Regions from separate parts of the Zea mays genome. Here all the other regions are linked to region 3. The links are chromatin contacts, called in public Hi-C maps. All regions are on one chromosome and are shown on one strand. Each heading gives the region's core, a stretch centred on a gene start, on an enhancer-like site or on the middle of the called end of the contact. The rest is flanking DNA. Distances are from core to core; before and after follow the strand shown.

Evidence for each region. A called contact is a pair of places that touch in the nucleus more often than the background predicts.
Region 1: a contact with region 3 is called in a Hi-C map of tassel, with 3 times the contacts expected there. The contact joins the promoter of LOC100384320 here to the promoter of LOC100275900 in region 3. A contact is called at or near these places in 2 of 25 Hi-C or Micro-C datasets (ear and tassel).
Region 2: a Hi-C map of tassel shows a contact between it and region 3, with 3 times the contacts expected there. The contact joins the promoter of LOC100279329 here to the promoter of LOC100275900 in region 3. A contact is called at or near these places in 3 of 25 Hi-C or Micro-C datasets (ear, leaf and tassel).
Region 4: a contact with region 3 is called in a Hi-C map of tassel, with 6 times the contacts expected there. The contact joins the promoter of LOC103650833 here to the promoter of LOC100275900 in region 3. A contact is called at or near these places in 2 of 25 Hi-C or Micro-C datasets (ear and tassel).

The regions. Positions count from the first base shown.
Region 1 is chr3:161,091,990-161,096,917 of Zm-B73-REFERENCE-NAM-5.0, reverse strand. LOC100384320 (Calmodulin-binding transcription activator 4) reads left to right here and starts at 2,196. Exons shown (of 11, transcript NM_001365702.1): 1 at 2,196-2,538; 2 at 3,099-3,224; 3 at 3,326-3,441; 4 at 3,719-3,807; 5 at 4,046-4,091; 6 at 4,499-4,928. The coding sequence starts at 2,520.
Region 2 is chr3:161,168,820-161,173,642 of Zm-B73-REFERENCE-NAM-5.0, reverse strand. LOC100279329 reads left to right here and starts at 2,667. Exons shown (of 14, transcript NR_176412.1): 1 at 2,667-3,028; 2 at 3,551-3,719; 3 at 3,815-3,947; 4 at 4,034-4,204; 5 at 4,397-4,479; 6 at 4,579-4,692; 7 at 4,780-4,823. LOC100272251 reads left to right here. Exons shown (of 5, transcript NM_001146746.1): 5 at 1,037-1,654. The coding sequence ends at 1,126.
Region 3 is chr3:161,337,587-161,343,062 of Zm-B73-REFERENCE-NAM-5.0, reverse strand. LOC100275900 reads right to left here and starts at 2,899. Exons shown (of 1, transcript XM_008676418.1): 1 at 2,353-2,899. The coding sequence starts at 2,858. The coding sequence ends at 2,607.
Region 4 is chr3:161,580,815-161,585,956 of Zm-B73-REFERENCE-NAM-5.0, reverse strand. LOC103650833 (squamosa promoter-binding-like protein 2) reads left to right here and starts at 2,039. Exons shown (of 3, transcript XM_008676419.2): 1 at 2,039-3,812. The coding sequence starts at 3,424.

The sequences.
Region 1 (4,928 bases), core at 947-3,446, 250 kb after region 3:
ATGTCTTAGACATCTTGATGTAATTAAAGTACCTTTCCGCTATTTACTTTGAGCATTGTGTGATGATGTCCAATTATGTAATTGATGTGTACGTGAGTTCTGATCCTGGCACGTACATGGTTCGCATTCGGTTTGCCTTCCAAAACCGGGTGTGACAGTGAGAGAGAGAGAGGAGAATGGAGTAGTGCTTCATACCTTTGGGGCCGAGGTGGAGTGCGACACTAGTCATCACCGTCTATTGAGACCTAACGGGCCTATGTCAATCCATGACATTTAAATAACAAAAATAAGCTAAAAATGCACAAGCGGGGGCTGAAACCATGGTCGCTAGCTCCAAACAAACATTCATATCCACCTAGCCAATAAAACACACTTGTTTTTTATGTTGTATACTCTATAATCAAGCATAATATAGATATTTTATGGGAAAATGAAAAAAACAGGGTTGTGCCGCACCTAAGACCCAGACATGACATAGTGATCGGGCTAGGCCTCCACAAACCCGGTTGACAATGGATCGGGCCATGCTCATGACAGACCAAAATAGTGTCGTGCCACGGGCCACTGGGCAGGCCCGTCATGTTTGCCACGGGCCACTAGACTCTATTAGCGCCATAAATTGGACGATTCTGGTTCATCGGGTGCTAGGAATGTGATCAAGATCTTGACTGTGGTGGCTAGGGTTATGGGAAGCGAAACGTGTTGGCTTCTATGTCGCCCATGCCATGTTGATATAACATTGGTGATCAGGGACTATAACCAAGGATAGGGCCATGCTCTCGATCAAGACACAGATTAAGGGTCCGTTTGGTTTCCTTGCAACCGCCACCTGGAACGATTCCTAACTGGATTGCTTGTGTAATTTATATAAAGTTTAATCCGCTAGAACTATTTCTAGGTGGAATCTTGGACAAACGAACAAAGCCTAAATATCATTGTTATCCTAAACGACCGTTTAGACCGTTTACACGCCGTTTAAATGCTACTCAGTAGCTAACCGTTTAGGTCGTTTAATCCCGTACAATCCGTTTTTAGTCCGTTTAAATGCCCATGTAGTCCGTTTAAACGGTAAACAAAGGATGACCGACTGTTTACCGTTTAGCGTTTAGAATCACACTGCTAAATAGGATAAACTCAGAATCAATCATCTTGACCGAATAAGAGAACACTTCCAACAAGGACGGGGCGAAAGGTGGCCAAATAGAGCCAAAACATTAACCCTAGAGACAGGGTGCACAGGCACCATGGTAGATCCAGATTTTATTAGTAAATTAGTTAATATTTACTGTATACTATAAAATATTTATATATTATTTTGGTGGTGCGTCATCTTAATTTGGTTGCTAGCTTTGACCCTGCCTAAAAGGCAGATAGGAGAGGTCATTAAGGACTGTTCAACTGTTGACCATGGCCAACTCCACATGGGTGGCAATTTTGGACGTACCTCATGAAGTTAGCTTTCAGTGACACAACGGTCTTGCCGAGGACAGGTCAACACATAAACGTGAAGAGGAGAGCCCTGCGGGGACTGGCAAGGAGGTTAGCAAGGCGATCATTCGCTATGCTAGCAAGGAAAGGTCCACCATCGAGAATGTCAAAGCTTAAAGCCCTCCTATCACTGTGTTCTAGTGACGTGGAGATGACAATACAAACTTGCTGGTGGAGAGTACTTGTCATCATAGTACAATGCAAGTGCTGCAAGGCAGGAAAGTAAACGGTGCCATGGCACCGGCGGCACACACGGCTTCCTGAAACCGACTTGAGAGACTCGCGGCGCGCTAGAAGAAACGGGGACACGGCAAGCAAGGCAGAGTGAGAACACATACAGTGCTAGAATTTGACTATGGTGGCTTCAACTTTGGATTAGACTTGGGACGGCTTTCGATCTGACGGCCGATCATCGTTTGGGTGTCTCCAATCACAACCACCACGACGGACCAAGCAACGCATCGTTCGGGTGCTCGCGCTGGGCTGGGCTCCATCTTTGTCCTTTCCTGCCTGTGGCTGTGTGCTTGCGATTGCGACAATGCCACCGAGACCGACCGGACCGACTAACCGAGACCGCGGCGGACTGCATTGCAGGTCGCCGACGCCGCAGCTGTTGATCTATAATCCGCCACCTCAAACAACAGAAAAAGCAAAAATTCCCCCTCTCGTGGTTAGCAACCGCCGCGCTGGAATCTGTCGCGCACTTTCCCCGCTTTCCTCCGCCCTGCTCTCACGTGTTCATCGTTGGTTCTCACTCCCCTTCTCGCCCCCTTCAACACTCCGCGCTTCTGCGCGTCATTGCCAGCGGAGGCGCGTCGCTATCGCCTGGGAACAATAAGAGTTTGCGCGTCTCGCGACTGATCGGTGGCGACTGCCACTCGGCGGCGACTTGGACTCGACTTCCGGGCAACAGGGCGAGGAGTCGGCCGGCCAGTCCACTGGGTTCAAATCGGCCTCGGCACCGCGGCGCCCCCCCGCGAGTTCTTGCTGGATTCGCTCGGAGCACGGCGCGGGCTTGTCGGCACGGCGCCATGCAGCAGCAGCAGCAAGGTAACGCCGAGTCCCACAACGCCTCGCTCCAAAGTTGCAACCTTCTGTTGCTTTTGAGCGTTCCCCGAGTGCGATTTCCGGCAAAAGAACCCATGTGAGGGGTCGAGGAAGAAGGGGGACTGCGCCGCCAGGCTGCCTGAAAGTGATCGACAAATGCAACTGGTTAACCATTGATTTTGTTTCTCTGCTATGCTACTTGTACGAAATGCTACTGCTCCCTCACTATATATGTCTTTTGATTTAATAACAAGTTTGTTAGTACTTCTTGATCGAAGAAACGAAGTTACTAGGCTGCGAGAACATTAAAAAAATGTTCTTTTCCGTCTCTGTCTTCTTTATTTCTATCTGAGTGAAACCACCCGCCACCCGGAGTGGTTACGGGTACGGTTGTATACCAATTGGTCATATTTGGAAATTGATTGATGTACCAAATTGAATGGTGGTTAACCATCCACGTGACACTCTATTTAATTGTGAACTCTGAGTCGCGATGTGTTCGGCGTGTTGTAGCTTGCCATCTCTTGTTAACAAATACGGCTGCCTACGGTTTTACTGTACAGGCTTAGACATAGGCAAGCTACAAGAGGTAGTGAAGACCCGCTGGCTAAAGCCTCAAGAAGTTCTCAAGATACTGCAGAATCATGAGCTGTTCACGATTTCGCATAAGCCCCCTCAGAAGCCACAGAGTAATAAATGCATCCTTTGGTTTTGGACCGTAAATACATGATCAAAGCTTTGGCTGATTTAGTCCTGACTGTGATTAAATGAGCCAATCCGAAACCTGCAGGTGGTTCTTGGTTTCTTTTCAACCGTAGAGTACTCCGGTACTTCCGAAATGATGGATTTGAATGGCAAAAGAAGAGAAATGGGAAGACCATTAATGAAGCCCATGAGCGCCTTAAGGTCTGTTCATTTACCCTTTTGGTGGACTGCTGTGCTGTGTTCATGTCTTGGTTAAAGATCTCTCCAGAAGTTAATAGATATGAATGCTGCTCAGAATATGCTTGGGAGTAATCACCTTGATAAGACAATAAGCCATTGAGAGATGTTTGGTTTGCAGTCGAACTGAATTGGGTGGATTGTATAAGAAATAGACAATTTCATAATGAGATGTGTACCTAATGCCCCTTCACAATGATACAAATTTCCTCCCTTTCAGTTCTGATGTTGGAAATTTCAGGTTGATAATGTGGATGCACTGAATTGCTACTATGCTCGTGGAGACAAAAATCCAACATTTCAGAGGCGGATATATTGGATGCTTGATCCGTAAGAATTATCTACTCTCAACTCTCGTTCTTTTCGTAGATCAGGCGATGCTTTCCTGAACGAACTGATGGTGTTATACCAGTAATAATGCACTGCTGGAATGATGATATTGTACCTGACATTGTTACGAACTTATTGACTTATTCTACTTTTGGTTTGATCTATTTTGTTTTTATTGAATCTCATTGGTCAGTATGTAATCAATTTGCATCTTGATAAAGGCAATTCATCTTTGCAGGGCTTATGAACACATTGTCCTTGTCCACTATAGGGATGTTCTAGAGGTTTGAATCCTTTTCTCTTTCTTATGTCAATGTCTCAGTGAAAATATACAATTTTTTGGGTGCCGGGTCCTTTTTTTTCTCTATTGCCAAACATTATTCTACTTTGACAGTCTACAATCTTAGAGATCAAGACTAGCATTGGATCACTGGATGCATCTTTGTACTTATTGGGTTAATAAATGTTTGATTGCTCCATTTGTGTCTCAGGCCACTTTTCTTAATATAATGATACACAACTCTCCTACATGTTTGAGAAAAAAAAATGATTAATCCTTGTCACTAAGCGCCATTTTTCATCAGTTAACTCACCTTTTTAAGCTAATGCACTTAATACTAGAGTGATTGAACACGCAACATCAAATTTAGATTTTTCATGTGTCTCATCTTTTTTATTGATTGCTTACCAGGGCAGCATTTCAGTATCTGCACGAAATGATTCTTCAACATTGAATCAGAATGGCAGTGCTAGCAGAGCTGAAGTACATAGTTCACCTGGTTGGACAAGCGAGTTAATTGCACATTGTACTAATTCGTGCAGTCCGGGATCTGCTGAAGAAGTCAGTTCCCAAATTAGTGCAAGTGAATCTGATTTGATTCAACATAAGGCAGCCTTGCGGAAGCTTAAAATGCAGCTGAGTCTGGAAGACAAAGAAGATTGTGATGTTAATGCCGAGGATGTTCCAGCAGATAATGAGCCTATTATTTTACCTGTGATTCAGAATGAGGAGCCAGGCACTTCTAGAAATCATGATGATATCTTTGATGTGCTGGACTTTAGTGAAGATCATATCAACGGAACTGGAACCCATCCATGTCACAGTGCTATTGACGTGCTAA
Region 2 (4,823 bases), core at 1,418-3,917, 170 kb after region 3:
TTACCCACTTGAGAGCGTCGCATTCCTCAGCACTGTCTTCTATGGGTGAAAGCCTGTCATCTTGGACATGCGACGATGACGTCTGCAACGTCACTCCCTTCCTGAAGAGGTCGCTATTGAAGTTTTGTCCCGACCACGACATCGCTTTTCTGTAGATGCTTTCGCTTCTTAGCGTTTGGTATGCGGGTGGAGGTACGGTGTTGGAGCGTAAAGTCGAAGCTGCTACGTCAGGGGATGTGGCTCGTCAATGATGACGTGAGACGCCCCCTTCTTCGTGGAAGGATTGCTTCTGAGGTTAGGCATATGTTGGGAACGAGGCGGAAGATCAAGATTGAAAGTCCCGTTCGTGAAGAATCGGAGCTGCCTCACGTGTGGTGTCTCGAGGCTTGACAATGACGACGCTCCGCGGTCTTCCTCCATTTGTGTTAGTGTTTGGCTATAGACGTCGTCCAGTTTTCTTTGGTCCATTATGTTGAGCTCGACAACGATGACTCTGGATGAGTTTTATGTGTGAGGCTGCCATTGCTTGGGTAGTTTGTACACCTTGCGTAGGTTTTGGGTCCGATTTTACTTAAAACTGTGTCAATTCCATTCTTAATTAAGGGACAGCTAAAAAATATTATGTGAAAATCTAACATCAATGGCCGGAAGCCCTGTCAGAGCTCAACTCAGTTATGTAGCTCTACTCTTAAGTAGGACAAGATAACAAACGCCAAAAGTCATTCTTGTTATATTCTAATTGAGCTTTTTTGGTATGATTTCGACGGCAAGTGGATCGTGCTGCCTTACTATTCTAGAGTCAACCATTTGTAAGCTGGACACAGTAAACGTGCATACGAACCATGTCTCACAAAATGTTCTGTTTGTATATCCTGAAGCTTGAAAGGAACACCGTTCATCAGAATGGAACTCGTCAGTCATCTCAGAAAAAAAAAGAGATTATTGCTCACTATGAATCATTTTTTACGAAATTGGTAAATGCAGCTATGTATTCCTCGCATGTTAGTCTGAAGTTCTCTATTATGATGAAATGCAGATGTTGGCAAAAGAAAACAATGGTGGTGCCGGTGCAAGTACAAGCAGCCAGATGTTGCTTTACTCGGCAGAGCGTGCAACCGACAAATGAAACGGGGCGTGCATCTGTTGCTAACGGGGCGGTGCCGGTGCCGCATACTATTGTTGTGTAGCTGAGGTTTGTCAAGGTGGCTGCTGGCAAGGTTAGCCGAGGAAGTGGAGTTCAATAACAGGATGCGGAAACTGTGCCGCTCCTTGCCGAACTTAAGCCCCGTTACGTTGTCGCACAAAGTTTATTTCCTAGCACTGTGCTTGCTGCTTATGTTTGTTTGGATGTGCCAACCTGCAGTGACCCTCGTGGAGCCTGGGTCTCACGCTCCTCTTACCTAGTGTGATGTGCAGAAAAAGTGTGATGCTGTAAAATTATGTGATTGCCTAGCAGATGTCAAATTTTCAATCAGTAGCTAACTCCTTTTAATGGTACAGGCTTGCATGATTTCATCTGCAAAAAAGAGAGGGCGGGTTGGGTGTCAAATCTAGCCGGATGTTTTCGCAAGTTTGTGATAAAAATTGTGCTGTACACTTGTGTTTATGCAGTTGCCCTAGGCGTCAGTGGGCTGAAAGGTAATATCTGTGAATTATATACTGTGTGCTGAAAGCAGTTGTCATAATAATGATACGAAAACAAAATCTTATGTCGTTAACCTATATAATTTTTTTTAAAAAAAATTGCCGATCAAATCGAAATATTTGATATAATAAAACATAATACTACTAGATGGAGGAAAGTTAGACTGACCGAGTATGGAGGAAGTATCTAAGGGGGTGTTTGGTTTCTAGGGACTAATGTTTAGTCCCTTCATTTTGTTCCATTTTAGTATATAAATTGACAAATATAGAAACTACAATAGAGTTTTAGTTTCTATATTTGATAATTTTGTAACTAAAGTGGAATAAAATGTAGGGACTAAAAATTAGTCCCTACAAACCAAACACCCTTTAAGAATGCGTGGCGGAAGTAACAGAAGAATGAAGGAGCGACGACCTAGCCATCCATCCGCCGCCGGCGACGGCGTACCTGGTCGAACTGGCGTGGTCGAGACGGAGAGAGGACCCCAAGCCGCCCGCTCTCGTAGCATTTGCATTGCACGCGAGCTGAGGCATTGTCTCCCGGCGGCCGGCGCCAGGTGTTCGGCCTTCTGGTGCACGGCCACCAGCGCTCGCCGCCCGGCAGCGGTATATATACTGCCCGGCGGCGTCCCCGGCCCCTCACCTCAGGGAAGCGGCGCGGCGCGGTGGTCAGTCCCGTGTCCCGTCCCGCGGGCGACACATCACCACCGCCATGCGTCTAAACAGTCGTGTCGACGCGGGATTGCGCGGGTCGGCCGCCCGACGGGTGGCGTGGGCCGCGTCGACACGGTTGGATTTCGATCGGAGGCCCGGAGCTGCTCTCTCTGCAGTCTGCTATGGTCCCCACATCCGCATCGCACGCCTCGCGGCATTATCCAGCCCCAGCCGTCAGCCACTCAGCCGCCTCTCGTCGACACGAATGCGCAAAGCAAACACCACGCGGGCCAGGCCAGGCGCGCACGCACGGGACGGGGGCATCCGAACACCACCACCCAGCACCCACCAGCTCGGCGAAAAAAAAGAAGGAAAATTTTAGATACCCTGCCGCACGCCGCGACCTTCGGCCCCGTCTCCGGTCTCCGCCTTCCCCCACCTATTGGGGAGCGCTCCTGATTCGCGGGAGCCAGCGGGCGAGACAAAGAGAATCCCCCGCTCCTGCGCCGCCGCGGATCAGCGCCGTCGCCGATCGGAGGCTCTCGCTTCCCCCGGCGGGCGGCGCGCGCCGGGAGATGGACGGCGGCGCGGGCGCGGGCGCCGGCCGGAGGAACGTCTCATCGTCCTCCGGATCCAGGAGGAGGGTCCTGCCCGCCGAGAACGGGCACGGCCATGACGCCCCGCCGCCCTCCAGGCGGTCCTCCGTCTCCCTCTCCCGCGGCCACTCCACGTACGTGATCCGCCGCACCCGCCTTGCTCTGCCCTTGTTATGCGTAGCGTAGACCGTGCTCCGTACCTACCGTCTCTGTGGCATGGACGCATGGTGTCTTCGGATCAAGGCTTCAAGCGTCGCGTCGCGTGTCAACCTGGAGTAGCTTCCGTGTGCCTCGCTTTGTTTGTAGCTGGGAGCTTCCATAGCCTAGATTTGACACCTCCCCCGGTTTGTGGAATCGATGGATGTTACGCACTTTTTAGTCTAACAATACCAAGTACGGGCCGTTTTTCAGTTACAACAGACAAGTGCTGAATCCCATTCAACTCTTACAACCATGCCGTACCACATACGCATGACTCCGGCTGTGGAATTTCGCGTGTAACGTAAACCACACACGTTTCACTAACACAAGCAAGATTGCAACACGACATTGATTGCTGTCAAGCCATGATTATATTGCCATGCCTGCTCTATCAAATGGACAAGACCAAAATCTTCACAGCTGAAAAAAAACGTACCTCGTGTGATTCTTTCCAGGTCACTGACCGGCGAGAGGACCGTGAAAAGGCTGAGGCTGTCCAAGGCGCTGACGATACCGGATCACACAACCGTGCACGAGGCTTGTCGGAGGATGGCGTCACGCAGGGTTGACGCCGTGCTGCTGACTGACTCCAACGCTTTGCTCTGTGGGATCCTCACCGACAAGGTGAGGGGATGTTCCTTCGCTTTTTTTTTCGTGTCAGTGCCGCCTTAGATGTTCCCATTTCTCACTGTATGCTGTATTTTGGGAACGCTGGTCAGGACATAACCACAAGGGTGATTGCTCGTGAGTTGAAGATGGAAGAGACACCGGTCTCCAAGGTCATGACCCGAAACCCTGTATTTGTTCTCGCGGACACGCTTGCAGTCGAGGCGTTGCAAAAGATGGTGCAAGGTCTGTGAATGCTCCCACGGTTTCTGTGCGCCTCACCTATATTCATCTTTTAATGTTCCCTGATGAAACGTATCCTTCGGTTCCAGGTAAGTTCAGGCATCTGCCTGTCGTGGAGAATGGCGAGGTCATTGCAATTCTGGACATAGCCAAGTGCCTATATGATGCTATTGCACGGATGGAAAGGGCGGCGGAGAAAGGAAAAGCAATTGCCGCTGCCGTCGAGGGCGTTGAAAAGCATTGGGGAGCAGCTGTGCCTGGTCTGTACTTGACATATTCCCTACCTCTTCTCATCTTTATTCTACATTTGGAAATGAAATTATGCATCCAACTTCATTCTACTACCCTTCACCTTTATGTTTCACATGTATATTATAAACTTTATGTATGAAAGTTTGCTCTCATGGCTTTTCTAGTGTGCTCCTTTAATCTTCTCTCTGTTTATTTTGCAGGTCCTAACAATTTTATTGAGACGCTTCGAGAACGGATGTTTAGGCCATCGCTGTCTACTATTATCTCTGAGAATCCAAAGTAGGTAATATCCGTTCTTTTTTCAGATTAAGTGCCTTCTTGAGCATTCATGCAACATAAATGCCAGTTCAGAACAACTTATGTCCTGATCTCAATTCTTTAGAGTTGTCACTGTTGCACCATCAGACATGGTGTTGACAGCATCAAAGAAGATGCTGGAATTAAAAGTGAGTTCAGCAGTTGTAGCAATTGAAAACAAACCTGGAGGAATTCTGACGTGAGTACCTTTTCTTAGTCTAATCACAGGAACAACTATTTCTAGACCTGACTCGAACTACAAGCCTTGCTTTGATTTATATGACAGATCTAGAGATATATTGATGCGTGTTATCGCCCAAAATCTTCCTC
Region 3 (5,476 bases), core at 1,650-4,149:
AGCTGAATAATTAGAGGATCCGGGATGTAGTTCACTTAGCCGTCGTGCCGTCAATGGGGCTCGGTGTATGCGGCTCGCTCTGCCAAGTTTGGGTTCGCCCCTTGGGGAGGAGTGCGGTGCATTTAGGAAACCTAACGGGTGGCTACAACCCCGGGGAATCTTTGTAAAGGCTACGTAGTGAAACCCTGCCTATTCACCTTGGTAGTGTTTAAGGGTTTGATCGGCCCGAGGCAAGAGGGAATCACGGCTTGTGGGTAAAGTGCACAACCTCTGCAGAGTGTTATGAAACTGATATATCAGCCGTGCTCACGGTTATGAGCGGCCAAGGGAGCTCCAGAGATTAGTGATACTTGATCAGAGATATTTTGGTACAGGTGGCAATGAGATTGATGGTTCTGGTTATGATTATGGTATTGGTAAGTGGTATTCTTTCCGTTTGGAAAGGATACATTGGGTTAATAACTTGGGTTAATGTTAAAACCTGGCTTTCTACTAGTAAGTAATAACCTGACCAACTAAAAGCAACTGCTTGACTGATCCCCACATAAAGCTAGTCCACTACAGCCAAACAGGATACTTGCTGAGTATGTTGATGTGTACTCACCCTTGCTCTACACACCAAACCCCCCCCCCCCAGGTTGTCAGCATTGCAACCACTGCTCAGGAGAAGATGAAGCTGTGGAAGGAGACTTCCAGGAGTTCCAAGACTACGACGAGTTCTAGGTGTGGGTTAGCGGCAACCCCCCAGTCGGCTGCCTGTGAAGGCCGTGTTATCTACGTTTCTTTTCCGCACTTTGATTTATTGTAAGAACTATATGGACGTCTCAGACGTATGATGTAATCGACTATTTCCCTTATTAATACTATTTCGAGCACTGTGTGATGATGTCCATATTATGTAGCTGCTGTGTACGTGAATAACTGATCCTGGCACGTACATGGTTCGCATTCGGTTTGCCTTCTAAAACCGGGTGTGACAGTCGCATCCTGCTCCCTGCCCCGGCGACTGGAGTCTCCCCTCTCCCCATGTCTTCGCCTCGGCTGACGGAGCTCCCCTGGCTCCTGCTGACGCCCGACGCTAATTAGACACTTTCACACTTAGACGCCGACGCCACCTGTCCCCTGGCTCCTACTGACGCCATGCCCGTAAGAAGCGAACACATTGTCGCCCCGAGACCGTTCACACATAGTTATTTTCTTTTCAGTTCCAGGGAGATTTATGTGTCGTTCGGTGGGCTTCTGATGCTACCTAGACGTGCCCTTCCACTATTGCTAGCTTCGAGCTTGATCAGAGACTCTTTTCGCTGATGCTAGTTTATATTTCTTGCCAAAAAGATAATTGTTCATTAAGGATCTTTAACAGATGTTTTTTGTTATTTTCTCGAGACCTAAATGTTCATCGACCAAACTTGTTATTGTATCAGTGTATAATATTATTCTCACTGTTTTTTATGTCGTGGACTATGTTTTTTGTACGCCATTGAAACTACCTATAAATTATCGTTGTGTATCAGTGTATGTGTATGCAGTTGGCTTGATGTGAGACAATAAGCTGAACCCACGGTGTTTCCATGGGTTTCCACCCAATTACGGGTTGGTTTGGGGTCAATAATATTATTGGATGGGTTGGGTTTAATTTTCTTCTTATATTTTGGGGTGGGTGTGGGATAGATATCAAAGTTATTATATTTGGGTATGGGTGGGAGTGGGTTGGATTTTTTGCCATTAGCAGGCCTACTTTTGCCCCATAAAAGCCAAAAGCCAACCAAAGGACCGGATTCAGGAAGCAGCTTTTCTAAAAGCCGACTTTCTCGCAGTGCAAATCTGAAAGCGCCCCTGGACCTGCTTTTAGTGGCTTTTCGGATGAAACTGTGAAAACATATATCAAATAACTTTTAACGACTTTTAGTGGTTTTCACTAAACATTTTTTAGCTTTTTAATAGCTTACAGCCTACAGGAGCTTTATCCACAGCTCACAGCTCACAGCTCACAGCAACTTTTTTTACAGCCACAACCCAACCAAACAGACCATAAGTGTTCTGGATCACTTCTGTAACGGGATCAGTTATGGGGGACAAGCAAGTCCAACATGCAGACAGGTATGGTACTCATGAGTGGATATTGCAAATCCCTCTTTCCTCGCTTCTGTCCAAAATCTTGGACTGCTGGAGATTTTGTGCTGCAGAAGTATATACATGTTGAAGCAAGGGGCAGGGCAGCACAAGAGACGGACCATCAATTCCACATGTGCTAGCCGCAAACCATCCTAAGTTTTGGGGTTCAGGTATCAAGAAGGTGTACCCACATATGGCCATATGTGCCAAAGAAAGCAGTGCATGCACAGATTCTAATTAAACGTAGAACTCTCATGCATGCATAGTTAATTTTTTTTTCACTTGTTCCATTCTTCAGGTACATACAACCGTAGGCGGCCCTAAAGAAAGAGGGAAGAGGAGACATCAAAGGTGCATGTATATAGCACGCAATCAAGAGCTACTTTTTTTTTTCTTCTTTACCTAGCTACACATCGTCCATGGCGACCCGGAAGACATTGCTGTAAATATTAACCTCTTCCGGAGCTTCCTCACCGGATGAGCTAGCTAGGTTAATACTTGTTCTCGTTCCTGAACCGCTCCCGGACTGCCAGTATGAAAGCCGACGCCCTCTCGTCGACGTCCGCGTCGCCGCCGCCTCCTGCTACTCCTACGACGGCGGCGGCTGTAGACTCGAGCTGCTGTGCTATACCAATACTCACGGCAGGGCTGTTCTGGGTCTTGACGTACTTGGAGTAGTACACCATGGCCACCTTCGTCCCGCCCCTGGCACCTCTAGCACCTGCCTTGGCCTGTGCCTCCATCTTTTGGCTACTTGTGGACCTTGCGCGGTTGCTTGGCAATGCACAATGCTTGAGGAGCCTGCTGCCTATATATATATACAGACAGATCGGCTTGTTCACTCACGTCCGTCTCTGCTTTGAGATGCCAGTGGATAGCATAAGCATGCATACATGGCAGCAGAGCATCCATGGATGGATCATCATCCGTATGCTTTCCAAAGGACATGCGGGATATGTGCGCATCTTTTTTTTTTTTTTTGTCATCCAAGCTAGTATCTGGGGGTTCACACGCGTTCACTGACAGGTGAGGCCATAATCAGGAGGGGCCAGTGATATACCTTTGGACATTATTATTATGTTGCAACTTGTTGTCCCGGAGGTCTATCGTGTCCTCGACGAAAAGATCCCTCTCTAGGTACACTTCGCCAGATACAATCCTCAATCAAAGGATTCCTCTCTACCCTTTGGTGAAAATATCCGAGGCCCGTCCATCACTTGACCACTAGCTTCGATTCTGTGTAGCCGCCGTATCTGCCGGCCAGCGAGTGACGTTTTGCTGGGGGTACCATGCGTGGAGAGACCTCCAGTGGTCCGAACTCCGGATAAACATTTTTTTTGCAAGCAATATCTTATTGTAGTGCTGGAAATATGTGCCGAGCTTTTTGGGTCAACACAAGTATATCTAAAAACAGGAGCCCAAAGCATTGATCGGCACGAAATAATCACTACCGGAATCCGGCTCCTTGCCGAGTGCTCGCGACTTTGCCGAGTGTTTTTTATCGGGTAATCAGTAAGAAATCTTTGTCGAGCACCACCCTCGGCAAAGTCTTACTCTCAGTAACCACCACGTTTACCGAGTGTAGAACACTTGACAAAGACAGACACTCGGCAAAGACCTCTTTGCTGAGTGTCAAACGCTCAACAAACCGCGGCGCTCGGCAAATAGCCGTCTATAACTGACGATTGTTATCTTTGCAGAGCGCCAGGCGTTGACACTCGACAAAGAATGTACTTTGCCGAGCGCCAGGCGTTAATCACTATCGTTGTTCCCTCCAGTTGACCCTGCTCAGTTCCATACTCCTGTGAGTATCAAAATTCTAGTCCTCATGATATATATTCATCTGGTATAACACATGCAATCTCTTCTCTGTGTAGGGACAATCTGGGGCGGCATCCAACACAACCCTCATGGATCGCCCAGCCCATCGCCGCACCCCGCACCAGTTCAGCCGCCCACCTCGCTGATGATCTTCTCTTAGCTTAGTGGTGATTGTGAGACTTGTGTGATAAACTTGTCTTGAACTTATGTTTGTGAAAAGAACTTATGTTTGAGAGTTGGTAATACTTATGTTGGTGAAACTTGGTATGAACATAGATATGTTTGTGAAAAACTTGTGAGATTTGTGGTTTTTATGAAATATGTGGTCTCTATTATGTACGTGATGATTATGTGATATTTATGATGTATATGTGATGATTATGTGATATATCTTTTGTTTGTTTAGATGGAATAGCAAAAGCAAATAAAAAGGGGTATTCTTGTCACTTTGTCGAGTGTCAAGGTCATAGCACTCGGCAAAGAAGGCACACCTAAGCACCGGTAAAGCCTCTTTGCCGAGTGTTGTGGCCTTGACACTCGGTAAAGAAGCAACCTTTGCCGAGTGCCTCCTAATACTCTCGGTAAAGGAACTAATAAAGGGGCCACTGGTGATCTCTTTGTCGAGTGCTAGTCCGACGGGCACTTGACAAAGAGGGAGCCTTTGCCGAGTGCCACCTAATATGCTCGGCGAAGGACCTGGTAAAGAGGCCCACGAGGAGCTTCTTTGTCGAGTGTCAGTACAGTGGACACTCGGCAAAGAGTGAGCCTTTGCCGAGTGTCTCATTGTGGGCACTCGGCATAGGCTCCATCGCCATTACCTGTCGTCGTGATGGTGACTTTTCTTTACCGAGTACCGGCTGATACTCGATAAAGTCTTTGTCGAGTGACCGATAAAAATTACTCGACAAAGAAGTCATTGCCGATGTATAGTTTGCCGAGCTTTCTTTGCCGAGTGTCAGCCTTCACCGAGTGTTTTTCAGGTTTTGCCGAGTATTTTAGACACTTGACAAAGCAGCTGGTTCCGGTAGTGAATATGGGCCAGGCTACCACGGTCTGAAGGTGAGCCTGGGCCGGGCATCAAATTTCGGCCTGTCGGACCCAGCACGGCACACGCGCATGGACAGGGCTTGAGCTAACACGAACCAATGAAGTCCATATTGTTTAATTTCTTTAATTTAGTAAGGTATAGACTTAATGTGGTTATAATATTTGGACTTTATACGGTCAAATGCTGCTCACATTGTTTAATATTTTTAATTTAGTAAGCTATGAACTTTATGTGGTTGTAATATTTGGATTTTATGTTGTTCAAATATATGGTTCGTGCTTGGGCCAGCACGGCGCAACGAAGGCACGGCGTGCTTTAAGGTTAGGCTGGACCACTGTTTCTATATTTTGGGCTGGCACGACACGACCCAAAAAATTTTTGAACCTTCTTGGCCTGAGCTCATTTAGTCCGAAGCATGATGAGCTCGGGTCGGGCCGAGCCGACCCAATCCAATTCCACTACCTTCAGGTACGACATAACGTTTGGACCATT
Region 4 (5,142 bases), core at 790-3,289, 240 kb before region 3:
TCCTCTTCTCTGATTCTTTTCTTCTCACGAGGCTGCAAAATCTCTGCCTTGCTTTTGGTTAACACAGGTGCTCCTGGATCAGGCCCTTGTTTCTAACAAAAATACAAAAAAAAAAACACCACTAACAAGTTTGCTGGTCTGTCAAGATGGCTCCATATACTCCAACAAGTACCTCTAAAGGATCATGTACCCTAAATTTAAAGGATAAGGTTATCATCTACTCTTTTCAGCAACGTACTCTAAACGGTCGTTTAAATTTAGAGAACGCTGATGAATCCTCTATATATAGAGTTTCTCTAAACAGTTCTCTATTCATTTGAATACTTTAAACAACCGGTTTAGCAAAACTAAAATATGTACAATACATTTAAGAATATGACAAATACGTATGTACAAAATTAAAAATTAAAAATATCTCTAATATAGGTATTTATGTATATAAGACGTGATTTGAAGGATGTTGTTGGAGATGAAGAAAATATAGAAATAAAATTTTTTAGAGAAGACTATAAATGAGAGATATAATAGATGAATATAAAAAACTATTGCTGGAGACGGTCTTAACCGGAGGAATCGCTCCTGGCTGGCTGCAAACCACGGACCCTCGCCACCAAGGCAGCACCTACGTGTTGGTGAGCGGGCCGGCCAAAGATAGAAAGATAGATAACCACGTTCTGTCCCTGTGCCTCTCTCAGAACAGTACGCGCGCGACTCTTTTTTTCTTGACCATTGGTCAGCGTGTGAAAACTAGGAACCAAACAGTACGGCATCGCATCACTACTACGACTAGAGCTAATCAAGACTTGGGAACTTGGACCTCACGTAGTTCCATAGCTGCATCGGCGGCAGCGGAGATAAAAATAATAATAATCCTCGTCAGGGGAATAAAACTATGCTCTTAATTACAGTCCTCTCCCTGCTGAGCAAATTGAAAAGAAAGGCGTAGATACAATACACTTTGCTTCGCTAGAGGGACCACGTCGTCAACCCAACACAAAGGAGCTAGGTAGAGAGAAGTCGACCATGCACACAGCACATTCTTCACACCAAGGTGCTTTAAGAATATATGTTACTTTTTTTTCGGTCGAGGCTGTAAACAAAGCCGTCCGCTAGCTGCTCACAACTAGGAGTATATGATATCGGTTTGTTTCTGTTCCATGAAAGCCAATTCGCCGGTTCCGCTTATTTTATGTAAGCGCGGAACCTGTATTGTACTCTTATCGCTACAAAAGGTGAAAAAATATATATGGATGTTCAGTACATGTCGAGGCGAATCTCGGAAATACTATCGTATTCGCGATGCGTGGTACCAATGCTTCTCGCACTCTTGACGCCGTTTTTAACAATTCTATTATATGCTTCAATCTATACCGACTTCTACTGTATTTATAGTGTCTTGTCTTTGTGGATTGTAGCTGTAACGGTCCAAACAGATAGCTTTAGTCTGATCAAGGAAGAAAATGAAAAACACATGCTAAAATGTTTAAACCTTAGAATCTACTAAGGGTAGCACAGCAAAGGAAGGAGAAGTGCTAGGAAAGAAAGGCTCTACGGACTACGTAGATTGTCTATCATATCAAGCTCTACGTGAGTGTGACAGTGACAAAAGGGAAAGAAAAATACATGCTCAGATGTTCAGACCTCAGGACCCAAGAATAGCACAGCAAAAAAAAAAAAAAAGAAGGAGGAGACGCCCTAGAAAAGAAAGGCTCTATCTACCGTGGATGTGGGCATATAAGCTCATGCATCTCATGACACGCGCTTTTGGGAGTGCATGGAGCAATATTGGATGATGCCGTGGTGCGCTCTGGCTGTGGTCTGTGAAACATGACCATGTCAGCTGGGACGAGGCAGCATGGCACAGTAGCACACAGCAGCGGCAGCGGCAGCACAGCACAGAACACAAAAACGCAGTAGGGAAAAGAAAGAAGAAGACAGGAGAAAAAGCTGCTCCTCCTGCCCCTGCGCCTGCCTAACCTCCCCTCTCCTCCCTTTTTTCCATTGCTCCTCCATGTAAATCCAGCTCTTTCCCAACTTTTGTACTTTTCCCCCCCCTGCCCTCCACCTCCACTCCACCCCCGCTACAAAAGGTGAGAGGGAGGAGGAGCCTCTGCACTTAAGTTTTATTAGTCCTTCTCATCAGCCATCAGAGCCCCTCTATCTCCGGGTTTCTGTTAACGAGTATTGTATTTTAATTAGGAGGGAGTGGTTCAGCTGGTGCGCGCAGTGGTAGCTCTCCTCATCTTTGCCGCCTTGCCCATTTGCTGGCGCAGTGACTGAGCTTCCTTGCAACCCCACTTGAGAAGAAACCAATCCTCAAGCGCAAGGAGGCAAGGCAAAGCCTACTCATAGGGGCTGCCGAGCTGAAGGAGCAAACCGGAGGAAAAGGCAGTAGTAGCTAGCTAGCAGCAACCACCAAAGAAGGGAGAATCCTCCACCTTGCTCTTGGTGGATGTTCTTCACTGCATTGCCTTCAGCCACTCCGTCCTCCGCTTGCTTCTTGTTCGAGAGTGGTACCTGCTGCTGCTTCTTCTTCTTCCCTTTTTATCTCTGAAATCTTTTGCCACACATCCATCTGCTTGCTGCTGTGTGTCTGTCTGTCTGTCTGATTCCTTATTTCCTTCTCCTTCTCCCTCTCCCACCTACCCTCCCCAACCACACATCACACCCACACACTGTATGTTTACTGCCATTGGTAAGAAAATAAAGAAGGGGGGAGTCGAGTGAGCAGTGGGAGGTGCCCCCAGCTCGCCTCTCGGGTCTCGGCAATTATTGCCACCTTTGGAGTTTGGAGTCCTCCAATAGGAGTCTCCTCCGTCGTCGTCCTGTTCCTGTGCTGTCTGCAACCACTGGCACTGCCCCGCCCCCTTCCCTCCTCTTCCTTGCCTTCCCTCGCCTCGTCCGCCTTTTTCTCGGAGGAGAGGAGGTGCTTGCTTCCATCCATCCATCCGTGTCCTCCGCTCGCTTTAAAGCTTAACCCACCGCTCTGCCCGGCGGGCGGCCGAGCACCCAAGAACCCAGCCCCTTGTCTCGTCCCTTCCTTTCTTGCCGCTCCCGCCCGCTGCTCTTGGATTCTTTAATTGCATGCTGTTGCTGTTGCTGCCGCCGCCGCCGCCGCCGCTGTGATCTCTCTCTCTCTTTCCCGTCCTCCAAAGCTTTTTGGTTGCCATCAACTTTGCTTTTGCTCTCTGGGCGAGCAGTACACAGCTGTTGTTCCGTCTCCAACGGCCTGCGCACGCAGCAGCAGCCAGCAGAGCAGAAAGGCCTCCCAAAATCCACCATTTCGGAGCCGGCCGCCACCAGCGACGGAGGTGCCTGCCTGCTTGGGTTGAGTCCCGAGGAGAGAGCTGCTACTCCCTGTGCAAGGATCCCGACAACAGGCAGGCACGTACACGCGCGTCGGCCTGGGGACGGGCTGTCGCCATGGACTGGGACGCCAAGATGCTTCCTGCCTGGGACCTCGGCACGGTGGTCGGGCCCAGCAGCAGCGGGGGCGGCGCGCTGGACCTGAAGCTGGGCGCGCCGACGAGCTCGAGGGCGGTGCTCACGGCCGCCGCCGGTGCCGCGCCCGCGCTGCCGTCAGCGAACCCTCCTCCGCCCCCGCCTCCGCCGTCGTCGTCCGCGCCGGCGAAGCGGCCGCGCCCGGGGCTCGCGCGGCAGGCGGTGCCCGCGTGCTCCGTGCAGGGCTGCGACGCCGACCTGTCCCGGTGCCGCGACTACCACCGCCGCCACAAGGTCTGCGAGGCGCACTCCAAGACGCCCGTCGTCACCGTCGCCGGCCAGCAGCAGCGCTTCTGCCAGCAGTGCAGCAGGTACGCGTATCTCTGCCCTGCCGTGCTCGTGCGTGCCCTCCGCCCGCCCGGCGCCCGCCCGCCCCATGCATCTTGTTCTTTGGACTTTGGATTCCATTCCCTTGCCGTCCCCCCACGACCCCGAGCTCCCATGATTCTCTTTTGGTTCTTTTCGCTCAATAATTTAACCACTCGTCGTACGACGAGCTCTCTTGTACATGCAACAGCTCGCCGCCCATGGATGGCGTGGCGTGGCCATGGGTGTCGCACCGCATCATGCATGTTTTCTTCTTGGAAGCATTCGTCTCGTCCGCGTCCGCGTCCGCGTGGGGGTGAATTTCGTGGAGAATTGCCGCCACGTCCAGCAATCCACTAGACCCTGCTTGCTTATTAGGCGACCAAGAACTACTCGCCGTCAGCTGTTGCTACTCCTCCTGTCGCTTTTCCTACTTCCACGGCCTAATTAGCCTTTGGCGCTTGCAACTGATGAACGTTGCGGTGCGCCGCCGGCAGCCAAGACTTGCGGCATCCATCTGTGGTGGGTTCGGTCAAACGTAAGAAGGGAATCTGCTTTGCTGAACGCTGCAAACCGCGGACCGACCAAAGATCCAATTTTTATGCAGAAGTTGGAACGGGACTCCTGCCGGAACTGGGATTTGGACGGCCAAACCTACGGTGCTAGCAGTAGAATTCAGCGTGGCAGCCGGACTTGCGTTCTTACGGTTGTTATTGCAGTAGATAAATAGATAGATAGACAGACAGAAACGTGCGATTGGCCTGGACTGGGCACTCGCCATCTGGTCCTGAATTTGTCAAGGTCTGAACTGAACATCTTGTGAGCTGTGTGTGTGTCACCACACCAGCGTCAAGCCGTCTGCTAGCAGCCGGTGCATGCGCTGCGCACCCGTGCTTTCGGGGGCGTGTCCCTACAATGCAACAAGGCAGGTGCAATGGAACTGGACTTCCGTTCAGTTCAGGTCCATGCCTTGGCTCCCGTCCTTGTCAGTGGCAGGCTCACTCACTCACCCGGACAACAATTTGCTCTGTTCTCCGGTGTGCGTGCGTGCGTCCCTGTCGTCGTTGTGGTGCGTGGCTTGCCCATGCTTTCCACATCCCATATGTTTTTTTCCAACTCAAAAGGCTTCAATCAAATGCATCTCGATCGTGTTGTAGAAGACGATGATTTCTTTGTCGTTATCTTCGCTCAGATTCCAGATTCATCAGTCAGGTCCCAAAATATCCCAGAGAGAGCGTGTCGTGAAGGTTGCGTGGTTTATTTTAGTTTCTGAAGAAGAAAAGAAGTGGTCTCCTTAAGGTCAACAGTGGCATGTTCTTGCTTGAATTGGTATAG